2 separate regions of the Arachis hypogaea genome follow, and region 1 is linked to region 2. A link is a contact called in public Hi-C data. All regions are on one chromosome and are shown on one strand. Each heading gives the region's core, a stretch centred on a gene start, on an enhancer-like site or on the middle of the called end of the contact. The rest is flanking DNA. Distances are from core to core; before and after follow the strand shown. Region 1 holds the start of LOC112727589 (serine carboxypeptidase-like 45). Region 2 holds the start of LOC112727587 (small ribosomal subunit protein eS24z).

Evidence for each region. A called contact is a pair of places that touch in the nucleus more often than the background predicts.
Region 1: a Hi-C map of an unstated tissue shows a contact between it and region 2, with 2.9 times the contacts expected there. The contact joins the promoter of LOC112727589 here to the promoter of LOC112727587 in region 2. A contact is called at or near these places in 5 of 8 Hi-C or Micro-C datasets (leaf and an unstated tissue).

Annotation. Positions count from the first base shown.
Region 1 is chr12:83,249,785-83,256,506 of arahy.Tifrunner.gnm2.J5K5, reverse strand. LOC112727589 (serine carboxypeptidase-like 45) reads right to left here and starts at 5,262. Exons shown (of 10, transcript XM_025777395.3): 1 at 4,516-5,262; 2 at 3,921-4,022; 3 at 3,723-3,818; 4 at 3,463-3,555; 5 at 2,628-2,698; 6 at 2,243-2,533; 7 at 1,016-1,140; 8 at 582-674. The coding sequence starts at 5,077.
Region 2 is chr12:83,102,593-83,109,078 of arahy.Tifrunner.gnm2.J5K5, reverse strand. LOC112727587 (small ribosomal subunit protein eS24z) reads right to left here and starts at 2,156. Exons shown (of 6, transcript XM_025777392.2): 1 at 1,697-2,156; 2 at 961-1,095; 3 at 756-797; 4 at 468-638. The coding sequence starts at 1,032.

The DNA of each region.
Region 1 (6,722 bases), core at 4,013-6,512, 140 kb before region 2:
GGTGAATAAGTTATTTTTATAATTAAGTTTAATCAATTTTTTTATGCATCTCTTTTTTTTTAATTAATTTTTATTGTGTCAAAATAAATTATTAGACCAATTTAATTAAATTTTGTTATTAAAATTATTTGGTCATGTAATATTACTGTATAAATAATACAGCAAAAATAAATAAATGATAAAAAGAACAATGAAAAAGCTATTGATAGTCGTTAATAGGAATCAGCTAAGGGCATTATGTAAATAAAAGTTATACTTTCTTTTCAGTTTTTAATATTAAATTCAAAACCTTCAATTTTAGTAAAAAATTTTAATTGCTTTCTTATCAAGTGTAGTGACTTTTTTTTTTTTGGTTGAAAAAGTGTAGTGACTTCAAAACATTTGTTAATCCAACCATTATTAGTAAACATTAAATTCTGGGGTCCACAAGCAGGAATCATGGGAAGCTTGAACCGCGCTCCATGTAACCATTAACTGGACTAGTGGACTAGTGGTAGGTGTAATGTATGATGATATAATTAATTAATTAATTAAACTACTTAACATGATTATTATAGAAAATAAAGGAAAGTTTTACTTACCTGTATACTAGAACTCTAATACCAGACTTAACTAGTGTTCCTAGGATAGAAATGGTTGGAACCTCTAGATTCTGCATATCATATTTGAGAACGCTGTAAAACAAAGCAAATCAAATTAATAATAATAATAATATTAGCAAATCAAATTATTAATAATAATAATAATTCCTAATTAGGCCAAGTACAACCCAAAATAGTGAATTGAAATAGTGAAAATTGTACAAGTACAACCCAAAATTAGGCCACTCAATTCAATTTGACAGTAGAAACAACACTTAAGCATGCATTACTCATTAGAACGATGTTTATGATAAAATTTGAAATTAACGATGATAAAGTAAGTGTTGTCAAAACTTATAAGCTATGAAAATTGAAAAGATGGATAGGTGCTCAAAAAAAATCTCAAGAGTGAATTTGAAAGGCAAAAAACTAACTCGCTGCAAGTTGACCATCTAGTGATCCCTTCAAGCTTAGCATGGAAAGCTTGTTGCACATCTTTTTTATTCAAATATGTGATCGTTTCATCTTCCACACACACATCAATCTTCTCTCCCTCTTGCTGCAAGGCCAACACACACATTAACTGAACAAATTAGATACCAGATTTATCATTTATACTAATCATAAATTTTACTTCTTTTGTTCCAAATTATCTTTTACTTAGGCTAAATACACATGATGTATGAAATCTAAAATAAAAAGTAATCTAAACGATACAGTCACAAAACTACATATCTTGCATGAAAGAGTAATGCTAGAACCCAACACTATAACAATAAATTTCAACCAATACTATAGGAGATAGTCAAACAAGACCAATATAAAGTCCATTAGGTAGCGTTTGTTTTGAGATACGGGACAGAGACTAGAAGACTAAGACTCAAAGACTGATACTAAAATTTCTGTCTGTCTTCAAAATTTCAGTATTTCAGTACCTCCAAAAAGTAGAAACATAGAAAACTGAAAATTTTAGAAACAGAGACTAAAATTTTAATAACATTTTATACCTAAAATACTCTCATTTCAATTAATTAATTCCAATTTTACCCTTTGTGCAAGTTAAATTAGAACTTTATTTTTGTTTCAATTTTTGTCTTCCAATTTACACCAAACAGAATACTGACATTTATTTCAGTCTCTGTCTCTTAGTCTCAATCTCTCCGTCTCAGTCTTTCTGTCTCTGTCTTTCCACCAAACACTATTTTAAGGATGAGTTTTATTGGGTTTAGATTTCGAATATTTTTTTAAATTGAATTTCAGAATTTTTTTTTTTGTTTTTAAGAGTTTTAGATGTTTTTTTCTTATGTTAACTATTAGTTGGAATATTGGCTGGTAATGTTAGCTTCCAAGACTTTCTTCACATGAAAAATGCAAAATAACATTTAATTTTCTCTAATACGATAACTAATTTAATTATAGACATAAGGGAGAACCCAATAATAAATTCTACAAAAAAAAAAAAGAAAGAGTAATAACAAATATTGTGAGAAAACAAAATTGATCAAAATGGCAAATAATTTGAAACAGGAAAAAAAAACAGTAATTATTGTTAGAATATATCTAGAGTATTATTATTATAGTTGTATTTCAAGCAACTATAAATGTGGTTTCTAGAGCATGGAGGTATATTTTCCATAGTAAATGCATGAAGAAACAATTACCACTTGGCTAAGTTGATTGAGCACATAAGCTTGTTGATCTGCTGCTGATAGGCACACATCAAGAGTGATATCATATGCATCAACATATCTCCCAACTTCTGTGGACACTATTTTATTTACGGCTGCACAAACCCCATTTAATGTTCCACTTTGAAGTTGTCTCCTAATTTGGGAGTAGTTACAGACTTTAGTGAACATTTCATAAGTTGAATCAGATATTAGTCCATGGGACCAGAAATACTCTGCCCTTGAATTGAAATCTGTGTTGAATTCCATAAGAGGGTTTCCTATCTGCAACAATTAAGTCCTAATCAAATTAGCATTTATTATGTCACATATATAGTTTAATTACTATCACTGAAGCTTTTGTCATTTCTGCACTCACTGCTATACCCTTGAAATTGAACTTTGTCTTGCTTTGAACAATGAGTTGTGCAAGTTGTGGTACATAGTGACCTGAAAATTTAATTATGAATTACACTAAATTGTTGCCTAAATCAATAATAATAATAATTCCTTATTTTTTTTAACATTGTTACTTTAGTTAAATGTACATTTAAGAACTTGAAACTAAGAATAACTCCAATAGAGTATCTTTAAAGTATCACTTTTGACATTTACAAGAAATAAATTCTTTTGAAATTGAAATTTGCATTAAAAAAAAATAGATGAAATGAGATTGACCTTAGTTTAAAAAGATCAAATCATTTTGATGAGAATCAATTAAATTTTGACACTTTGTATAATTATTTTTATTTAGTTTTATTTTTAATTCAAATTGAATAATTGACACCAAGTATTGGAGTAACAAATTTTACATTTAATATCAAATTATTATTTATAATATATGATTCTATATTAATATAGTGTTTTGTGAAATTCAAAATAAAATTAAAATAAATATTAGCATTGGAGATTTAAAGTAACCTTAGAAAATAACCCTTAATTAATGAGGAGAGAAAGTATTAGAGTAGTTTTGACTGCATTTATGGTATTGGTATAAATGAAAACGAAAATGTTTAGTAACAAAAAAGAATTAGTCAAAAATAGTCTAAATTTACCTCAACAATTAATAAAATGAAAATTCAACAATGAATTTAAAGTTTGGTCAATAAGTGTTTTAAGGGCATTAATTAATAAAACAATAAAAAAAGTTCTCACTGAAAATTCAAAGTTTTTATATTTCTAATAAAGAAATAATTTACTTAATAAGATAGTACCTGCATAACTCTCCCCTGTAATAAAGAAGTCATTGTTTTTGTACTCTGGGAATTTAGTGAACCAATTCTGTAAGAATACAAGATTATCCCTTGCTATAAAATAAGGGAAATCAAACCCTAATTAGATTCATGAAATATGATATCAAAATCTGAATACAAACTAAGATAAAAAGATTAAGAGGTATTAATAGCAATTCAAGTTCAACCAAAAGTCCAAACTCATCTAACTCTTTTAACAAAATAAAATGAAATTAAAGAACCTGTCATTTCATCATTAACATATTCATAGAAAGATTTATTGGCAGAGTAGGAGAAACCAACACCAGCCGGTGATTCCAAGTACAGCATATTTGCCTCTGCAACAAGCAATTTTGATTGAAATTAAAGGACATAAAAATGTTACATACTTTTAAAAAAAAAAAATTGGTATCTTTTCAGAATAACTGGGATTAAATTACCTTGGTTCCAACTATAATCATTCTTGAGAAGAACATTTTCGCTTGGTTTAAATGGACCATGCTCGACGAAAGCTCCGGCTCCAACAGAAGAACAGCCAGGCCCTATAGACACCAAATTTTACTTTGATATGAACAGGAACTTTCAGATTCAAAAAATCAAGGATTGAAAACAATGTCTTTGCCACAACAGTAAGTAACAAGTACTATTCCACCTGGTGAATTCGGCTAAATGAATCAAATGATTCAATTGCACTTTGTCATGAATCTTATATGAACTAAGCTATTTATAGTTATATCTCTTTTAACCAGTTCTGTTAGAGGTTTAGAGTCATGTTTAGATGCTGTATCTGATACAGAAACAATAACAATAGAGATCCATTTGATTGTAAAATCAAAATAAAGACACTTATTTTTTATAGAGAAAAAAATCTTGACTCCTTGAAAACGGGGACAAAAAAAATACCCATCTGACCATCTATGCCTCTGTATCTCCATATTTATTTATTTTTGAAAGAAAGAGCTCAAAACAATAAAGTGGCTTAAAGATAGCAAGCAACCTAGTCCAAAAGAAATAAAAAGAAAAGAAGAATCATACCTCCATTTAACCATAGAACCAATGGCTTGGAAGCAGGTTCAACTTGTGCTTCAGCAAAGTAGTAAAACAAAGATCTTTGTTGCTTCTCATCCACTGTAATATAACCAGCATATTGCTGGAACTTCACTGGTGGTTGCCCTGGCAAATTGGTTACCTTATCAGCTTCTGGAGCTGAATTCACTCCCACATTTATCTTTGCAACAACAACAACAATTATTATTGTTGCAATCATACTATGCAACTGGGGTATCATCATTGTAATAAGATCTGATGAGAACTTATTAGAATGATGTTTTTGTTTTGTGGTTTCCTTCCCCCTCTGTTTTTTTGTCTCTGTACGAGATGGGGATAAAGGTTGAATGCAAAGGAAAGAATATAATAAAGCCTTATATGTTAAGTGTATTATTGATATTTTAGTATTATCTTTATTATTATTTTTATTATTTTGTGCGTGTGAACTTGGAAATTTAAAATCCATGCCTCGAGTCAAATTATGGTGCTGTCCCTCATTACTTTGAGTGGATTTGGAGCTTGATTGTGATCTTGGATATTCAGGTTTCATTTGGTGCTGATTTGTTTTGTTTTCTAATACTAATTATTAAAGGCTATTGTTTTCTTGGGACATATGATGATTATTACACTTATTTTGAGGAGCAATTTGATGGATAATCATGTGTGCGTCGAATACTTACACTGCGAGAAGTGCAATTAGAAATTAGAATAATAATATGCGCTCTCTCTCTCTCTCTCAGTCTCATGTGACTCAATTTCCCTTTCGAGTTATATATAGTTGTACCTGTATGTAGAAAAATAAAATAAAAATAAAATAAGTGTGGGTCTACCTGAAGTCTGAACTCTGAAATAACTTTACAGCCGTATTCATATGTAGAAAATGTGAATCCTATCACATTTGAATTTGAAGCCAAATAAGGTTCGTAAAATAGAAAAAATATTTTCTGTTCTAAGAGTAAATCAAATAATTTATTTTATACTATTTATTTTTGTTTTGGATTAATTTTTTAGAATATGTGTATTTTTTTATAGAAATTTTAAAATTATATTATTCTACAATCGATAATATTTTAGCACCAAAAATGCTAATGTGGCGCATTTTGATACTTATTTCTCTTTTCTTCAGTTTTTTTTTTAAAATATCTTCTTTATAATTATATGAAAATTAATATTTAATAAACTATTCTAATTGTCAATAATTTTAATTGTCAATTATTATAATATAATTTATACATAATAAACATTTATATGATATTTAAATTAATAATTTTGTTGTGCACATGTGTATCAATTAGTATGAAATTGATATTTATATCAATTTTTATAATTAATTTCGTCCTACTAAAGATTATATAGTTTTTCTTTTATGATTTATGAGTTTGAGTTTTAGAGTCAAGGTAATTTTTTTATTTTTTAATTTGTAACTTTTTTTGTGTAACATCCTACCACATAAAACCTGACGCTATAGTCGTAAGTCAAAAGTGGCGAGACATTACGACACCTAAACTTAAAGGTACATACATAGTATTTGAAGGATAATAATATAGTTAGGAGCTTGTGAAAAAAGATGACAGAATAATAAGTGCATTGCACTCGAAATGTTAATGATATACAGAAACAACAGAAATATATATGATTCAAAAGGAGATCCATAATAAATACTAGTCTCGACCTGCGAAAATAAGGCCGACTAGAAAATATAATACAAACCAGAAGTAAATAAAATACGTGTTTTCCATAAATCAACTTTTGAAAAGGGTACAAGTATGTGATCAAAATGTGAGAATATAAATATAATAAGCACAAAGTACACAATGTAAAGAAGTCTTTGCGTCCCAAGAGATTCGATTGGCACGCTCAATGAGGTGCGTCATGTCTTGTATTTGAAAACAAAATCCGATAATGGGTGAGAATCCGAACGTTCTCAGCAGAGTAATAATTCCAAATAGTGATTATGTAAAAAGATATGAACCTGTTAGGCGATCCTAAACTCCAATCAACACAAGCTTCAAGCCTAGGGTTCTTTTCTAAACCAAACAGGGAAAACTCTAATAGATACTTTAAGTTTAACCTTTACTTGTCTTTTCATTAATAAAGTTCCTTAATACAATAATAATTCTCTCGCAGTTACAGACTAAGAATTTTAAGTTAAACAATTTATTCATCAGCCTTAAATCAACACCGCCATAATCTCT
Region 2 (6,486 bases), core at 907-3,406:
AGGGGTAATTAATCAAGCAAAACAAATTATTGTATTGTTTAAGAGGAAGCAACTGTTAGAAGCCAAACAGCAACTAAAAAGAGCTAATGATTTCATCTGAAAACTAATGAATTCTAATATGCACAAGCTTTCAAATTAATCTTTTGGAACATCTCTATTGTTAATGCTCATTAATCATAACAGTATACAATTTCATGTTACATTATGGATCAACAATAAAGAACAACATATTTTCACCCCATGCAACTCCAATCTAAAAATAAAAAACAGTGCTGACAGCATCAGAGTACTATATTATTATACATAGAGGTCATCCAATAACAATTAATATTAGTAAGCACTAACTTACCAGTCTTACAATTTACAAAAACATACATCCTAGTTGCATGAAAGTGTTTCTCATTCCATAGCAATTACACTCATGAACAAAAACCACATTAGAAAAACAAAAAACCGAGTTATCTTACCCTAATTAGTCTGTACTTAGGCTCATACTTCTTAGCATTCTCAACAGTGTCATAAATCAAACCAAAACCAGTGGATTTGCCACCTCCGAAATGGGTGCGGAACTTGAACACAAACACGGTGTTGGGGTCCTTAACATCATAGATTCTAGCAAGCTTCTCCTTAAGCTCAGCCTTCATATTCCAAACACAACAAAAATTAGAAACCCTAAACACCATTATTGTCCAACCAATAACTACCTGACAAAAATCAATTAAATCTAAAGTTTTCGGCTAACAAACAGAATGTACCTTAGAAACATTTGCCCTCCCTGGATGAAGAACATCAATGACCTACAACCACACAATTAAAGAGAAAACGAGGCTCAGCTAAATCGTATGTAGCGCTCAATTCATCTATCATTATCAGATCCCAATTATTCCAAAATCTAGATACTTAAAGTCTATGATAAAGCCATAAAAACAGTGTGAAAGTGAGAATGGTGAACGAACTCACGAATTGCTTTCTGGAGAGGAGCCTGTTAGTCATAAACTTCCTTGTTCTGATGGTAACCGCTTTGTCAGCCATGTTTGTTGAAGCTTGAGGACCCTAATCGTGCTGGAAGAGTGTAGTGTTGAAACCCTAACAAAACTACATCCATATTTATAAGGGGCAAACCCTAACTTGCAATTTTTTTTTTACTTAAACCCAGGTGTATACGGATCGGATTGGATCAGATGTATCCGCAAAACAGAAACTTTATTTAAATGCATATTGCTACATAAAAAATTCAATAAAACTCTTTTATTCACACTTTTAAACCTATTTATTCCTAAAATATTTTTAAACAAACTTTTCTTAAATAACAAAAATAAACAATAATAGGAGGATCTCACCACAACTAAACAGGACCAAAGAACAAGTGAACAAGTATAATTCATGATATCTAATTCTTTTAGACATATAAACAATAACAGCAGCATCACACACAACAACTTAACAAGTAAGATGACAGAAAACTAAATTATAAAATCCGACTATGTTCTAGATTTCATCTTGTGAGTTTTATGTACTCTTCTGGTGGTACTAGCACCGACCTAGAAACAGCCAAAAACTAGTTTATATCCGCAACCAATTCCCAATTATTCACAATTCACAGTTCAATTAGTTTAGAATCTGCCAAAAACATCTATTCACAATTCACAGTTCAAATGACCTTCACAAAACTCAAATGATCTTCATAAAAAAATACCTGAAGTCCTGAACAATGAAGCTGATTCGCTGGAAGGAGGACGGTGAACCGACGAGAACGGAGGACGGCGATGCGGCAGTAAGGCAAGGCGGCGAGGACGTCAAGGCAGCGAGAACAGAGGACCACGGACTGAGAGGACGACAACGTGGCAGGAACTGAGTACCACTGACGGTGATAACGTCTAAACCAGGAAGAGGGAGGGATGAACGCAAGGAAAAGCGGCGAGAGGAAGCACGCGACGAAGAGGTACTAACGCGAGGAAGAGCGGGCGGTCTCCGGCAAGCAGTCTCCGGTGGTGGTCAAGGAAGAAGGAGTGGCCGAGTGGTGTCTCTGATCTCTGTGTATGGGTGTGGGTGTGGGTGTGGGTGAGGGTGAAGGGTAGACTGCAGCGGCGAAAAGAGGGCAAAATGTAAAATTAGGGTTATATATATTTACTTTTGATATCGTGTGAGTGTGAAGTAGTAAAATAATTTTCCATATAAATACATATTTATAAAAATAATTATTTTTAAGTTTTAATATTAACAAAATAAATAATTATCTAAAAAATAGATGTAAGATTTAAAATTTTTGAAAAATTTTATTATGAATCGATTTTAAATTTTTTATTTATTAAAGATTTATAAAAAAATTATTTTTTTAGAAATAATTAAATCAAATTTTGATAATTAAAATAAAAATTTTATATGTTATAGTTTAAATAATTAAGATTTTAAAAATTTTAATTTTTATAAATAAAAAATATTTATTATATTATTTTATATTTTAAATTAAAATATTTGATTAAAAAACAATCAACAAATTAATAATTAAATAATATTTTTAAAATAATTTTGAGAGATTAAATTAGATTTTAAAATTAATATAATATAACTAAATTTGATTTAGATTTTATTAAATTCTAATTAACCCAAAATCTCCAAATCTAACCCTAACCCTAACTAAAAAAAACCTAAATTTCATCTAACTCTAACCCTAACAACCAAAATCCATTTTCCCTTTCACCTAAAAAAATCCTAGCCGCCAAACCTCCTTGTACCCAAACATAGCAGCATCAGAAATTCAAAAAAAAAAAAAAAAAGAAAGAAAACGTAGAGGGAGAGAAGGAGAAACGGAAGGCAGAGAAGAGAAGAGAAGAGAGGGAAGACGGCGCTGACAGGAATCACTGCCGCTGCACCGTCTTGTCACCGTTGAAGGAGAGGGAGAGGCGCAAACCAGAGTCACAGGAGGGAGAAGACGCTGCGTCTGGGAGTCGTCGTCATGTCTGTCGTCATCTTCGCGGGGTCCATGTCGTCGTCGCCGTCCTCATCGCGAAACCAGTGTCGCTGCCATCCATGGAGCCACGAGCCGCGTGGTGCGAAATTTCTAACCACAAACTAACCGGCAAGTGCACCGCGTCGTACCAAGTAATACCTTAGGTGAATGAGGGTCGATCCCACGAGGATTGAAGGACTAAGCAACAATGGTTAAGTGATTCACTTAGTTAGGCAAGTAGAAAATAGTGTTTGAGAGTTCAAAGAGTATTAAACAGTAAATTCAGAGTTTAAAGACAGGCATGTGAATAAGTTGGGAATAAAATATGGAGAAACAGTTAAGGTTTCAGAGTTATCTATTTTTCCGGATTAACTTTTCTTATTAACTATTTTAATCATGTAAGATTTGACTCATGGCAAACTATATGTGACTAGACCCTAATTCCTTAGACCTTTCTAGTCTCCTCTAATTCTCATTAACTGCCAATTCCTTGATCAATTAATTCCAATTAGAGGGTGATGTTTAATTCTAGTTATTATGCCACAAAAATCCTAATTATCCAAATATAAGAGGATTATATGTCACGTATCCCGTTAAGTCCAGATAATTAGAATTTAGGAGAAATTGTTTTCAAGCTATTGTTCAAGTAAAGAGCTTTTTCAAGTTATACAAGAACTCAATTAGAAAGAGGGTCATACTTCCGTTCCACCCAATTTCATAAGATAAAGAACAAAAACAATTCTTGAATTATAAATCAGTGCATGAATTAAAATAGAAAAGCAATAGAATCAATCCATACAAATAGACAGAGCTCCTAACCTTAACAATGGAGGTTTAGTTGCTCATGATTCAGAGAAGAAAATTAGGATTGTAAATTGGGCTGAGGTGGAATGAAAAGTTAACTAATGTTGGGATCCCCATAAGGGAAGTTTCTTTTCTCTTTTATATCTAATCCTAATTAATTAAAAATCTAATTTCTAAAACTAAAATAATATCTTTTTCTATTTTCAAGATAAAAATAAAGTTTAAATAAGAATTAATTAAATAATCAGCAAGTCTTCAATTGATGAATGGGGACCACTTGCTTCGTAGGATCCACGCCTAACCTGAAAAATAACGGGAAGTGTTCCTTCATTCTACAGCCTCTAATCTGTGTTTTCTGGGCCGAAAACTGGGTCAAAAACAGCACAGAAATCGCCCCCAGCATTTTCTGCGTTTTCTGTACGTGGTGCATGTCACGCGTACGCGTCAATCACGCGTACGCGTCGATGGTTTTCTTCTCGTGTCATGCGTACGCGTCAGGTACGCGCACGCGTCGTTGTGCAACTTCACTTTTCACGCGTATGTGTCAGGTACGCACACGCGTCGCCATGGAAAGCTCTAAATCACACGCACGCGTCAGGTACGCGCACGCGTCGATCCTCGCTGTCATCTCCTTTAATTCTTGTGCTGCAGAAATTCCATCAAATCCAACCGAATGCTACCTAAAATAAACAGAATTGCACAAGACTCAAAGTAGCATCCATAGTAGCATCCATAGTAGTTAAAAGATAATTAATTCTTGATTAAACTCATCAAATTAAATGCAAATTCACTAGAAAAAGATAGAAAAGATGCTCACTCATCACAACATCAAACTTGAATTGTTACTTGAATTGTGACTTTAAATGTTTTGTCTCAAACTTCACTTGACACAGAAACACCACAAGCACTTAACTGGGGAACTCTCTTTAAGTTCTAATTTTCCTTTCAGTTACTTCCAAACAGTGGTGCTTAAAGCCTTTGGTATACTCTGTTTAATTGCAATTGATCGACTCTGAATGTTTTGTCTCAATGATTAGTTGACACAAGAACACCACAAGCATGTGACTAGGTGGTGCACGAAATCGTGATCGTTCATTCCATGGTAACGGCGCTACAAACTTAATACGCACGTTCATAATTTTATTTCTTTTTCACAATTTCGATACAACTAACCAGCAAGTACACTGGGTCGTCCAAGTAATAAACCTTACGTGAGTAAGGGTCGATCCCACGGAGATTGTCGGCTTGAAGCAAGCTATGGTCACCTTGTAAATCTCAGTCAGGCGGATTCAGATAATTATGGAGATTTGCTAGTTAAAACATAATTGAAATATAAACTAGGATAGAGATACTTATGTAATTCATTGGTGAGAATTTCAGATAAGCGTATAGAGATGCCTTTCGTTCCTCTGAACCTCTGCTTTCTTGCTGTCTTCATCCAATCATTCCTACTCCTTTCCATGGCAAGCTTTATGTAGGGCATCACCGTTGTCAATGGCTACATCCCATCCTCTCTGTGAAAATGGTCCAATGCTGATGAGCGGATAATTTATACGCTTTTTGGCATTGTTTTTAGTATGTTTTTAGCAAGTTTTAGTTAGTTTTTATTATATTTTTATTAGTTTTTATTTAAAATTCACTTTTCTGGACTTTACTATGAGTTTGTGTGTTTTTCTGTGATTTTAGGTATTTTCTGGCTGAAATTGAGGGACCTGAGCAAAAATCTGATTCAGAGGCTGAAAAGGACTGCAGATGCTGTTGGATTCTGACCTCCCTGCACTCGAAGTGGATTTTTTGGAGCTAAAGAAGCCCGCTCTCAATTGCGTTGGAAAGTAGACATCCTGGGCATTCCAGCAATATATAATAATTCGTACTTTGTTCGGGATTTGATGGCCCAAACAGGCGTTCTAAGTCAGCTCAAGAATTCTGGCGTTTAACTCCAAAACTGGCACAAAAGCTGGAGTTAAACACCCAAACTGGCACGAAAGCTGGCGTTTAACTCCAAGAAAAGTCTCTACACATGAAAGCTTCAATGCTCAGCTCAAGCACACACCAAGTGGGCCCGGAAGAAGATTTCTGCATTAATTACTAATTTCTGTAATTCTATGCTACTAGTTCTCTATAAATAGGACCTTTTGCTATTGTATTTGACACACTTGATATACTTTTGATCTTTGAGAGTCTTATGCACGTTTGGAGGCTGGCCTCACGGCCATGCCTAGACCTTGTTCTTATATATTTTCAACGGTGGAGTTTCTACACACCATAGATTAAGGTGTGGAGCTCTGCTGTACCTCGAGTATCAATGTAATTACTATTGTTCTTCTATTCAATTCAGCTTGTTCTTGTTCTAAGATATCACTTGTTCTTCAACTTGATGAAAGTGATGATCCGTGACACTCATCATCATTCTCACCTATGAACGTGTGCCTGACAACCACCTCCATTCTATCTTCGATTGAGTGTTTATCTCTTGGATTCCTTAATCAGAATCTTCGTGGTATAAGCTAGAATTGATGGCGGCATTCTTGAGAATCCAGAAAGTCTAAACCTTGTCTGTGGTATTCTGAGTAGGATTCAAGGATTGAATTACTGTGATGAGCTTCAAACTCGTGATTGTGGGGCGTTAGTGACAGACGCAAAAGAATCACTGGATTCTATTCCGACATGATCGAGAACCGACAGATGAATAGCCGTACTGTGACAGAGTGCGTTGAACATTTTCACTGAGA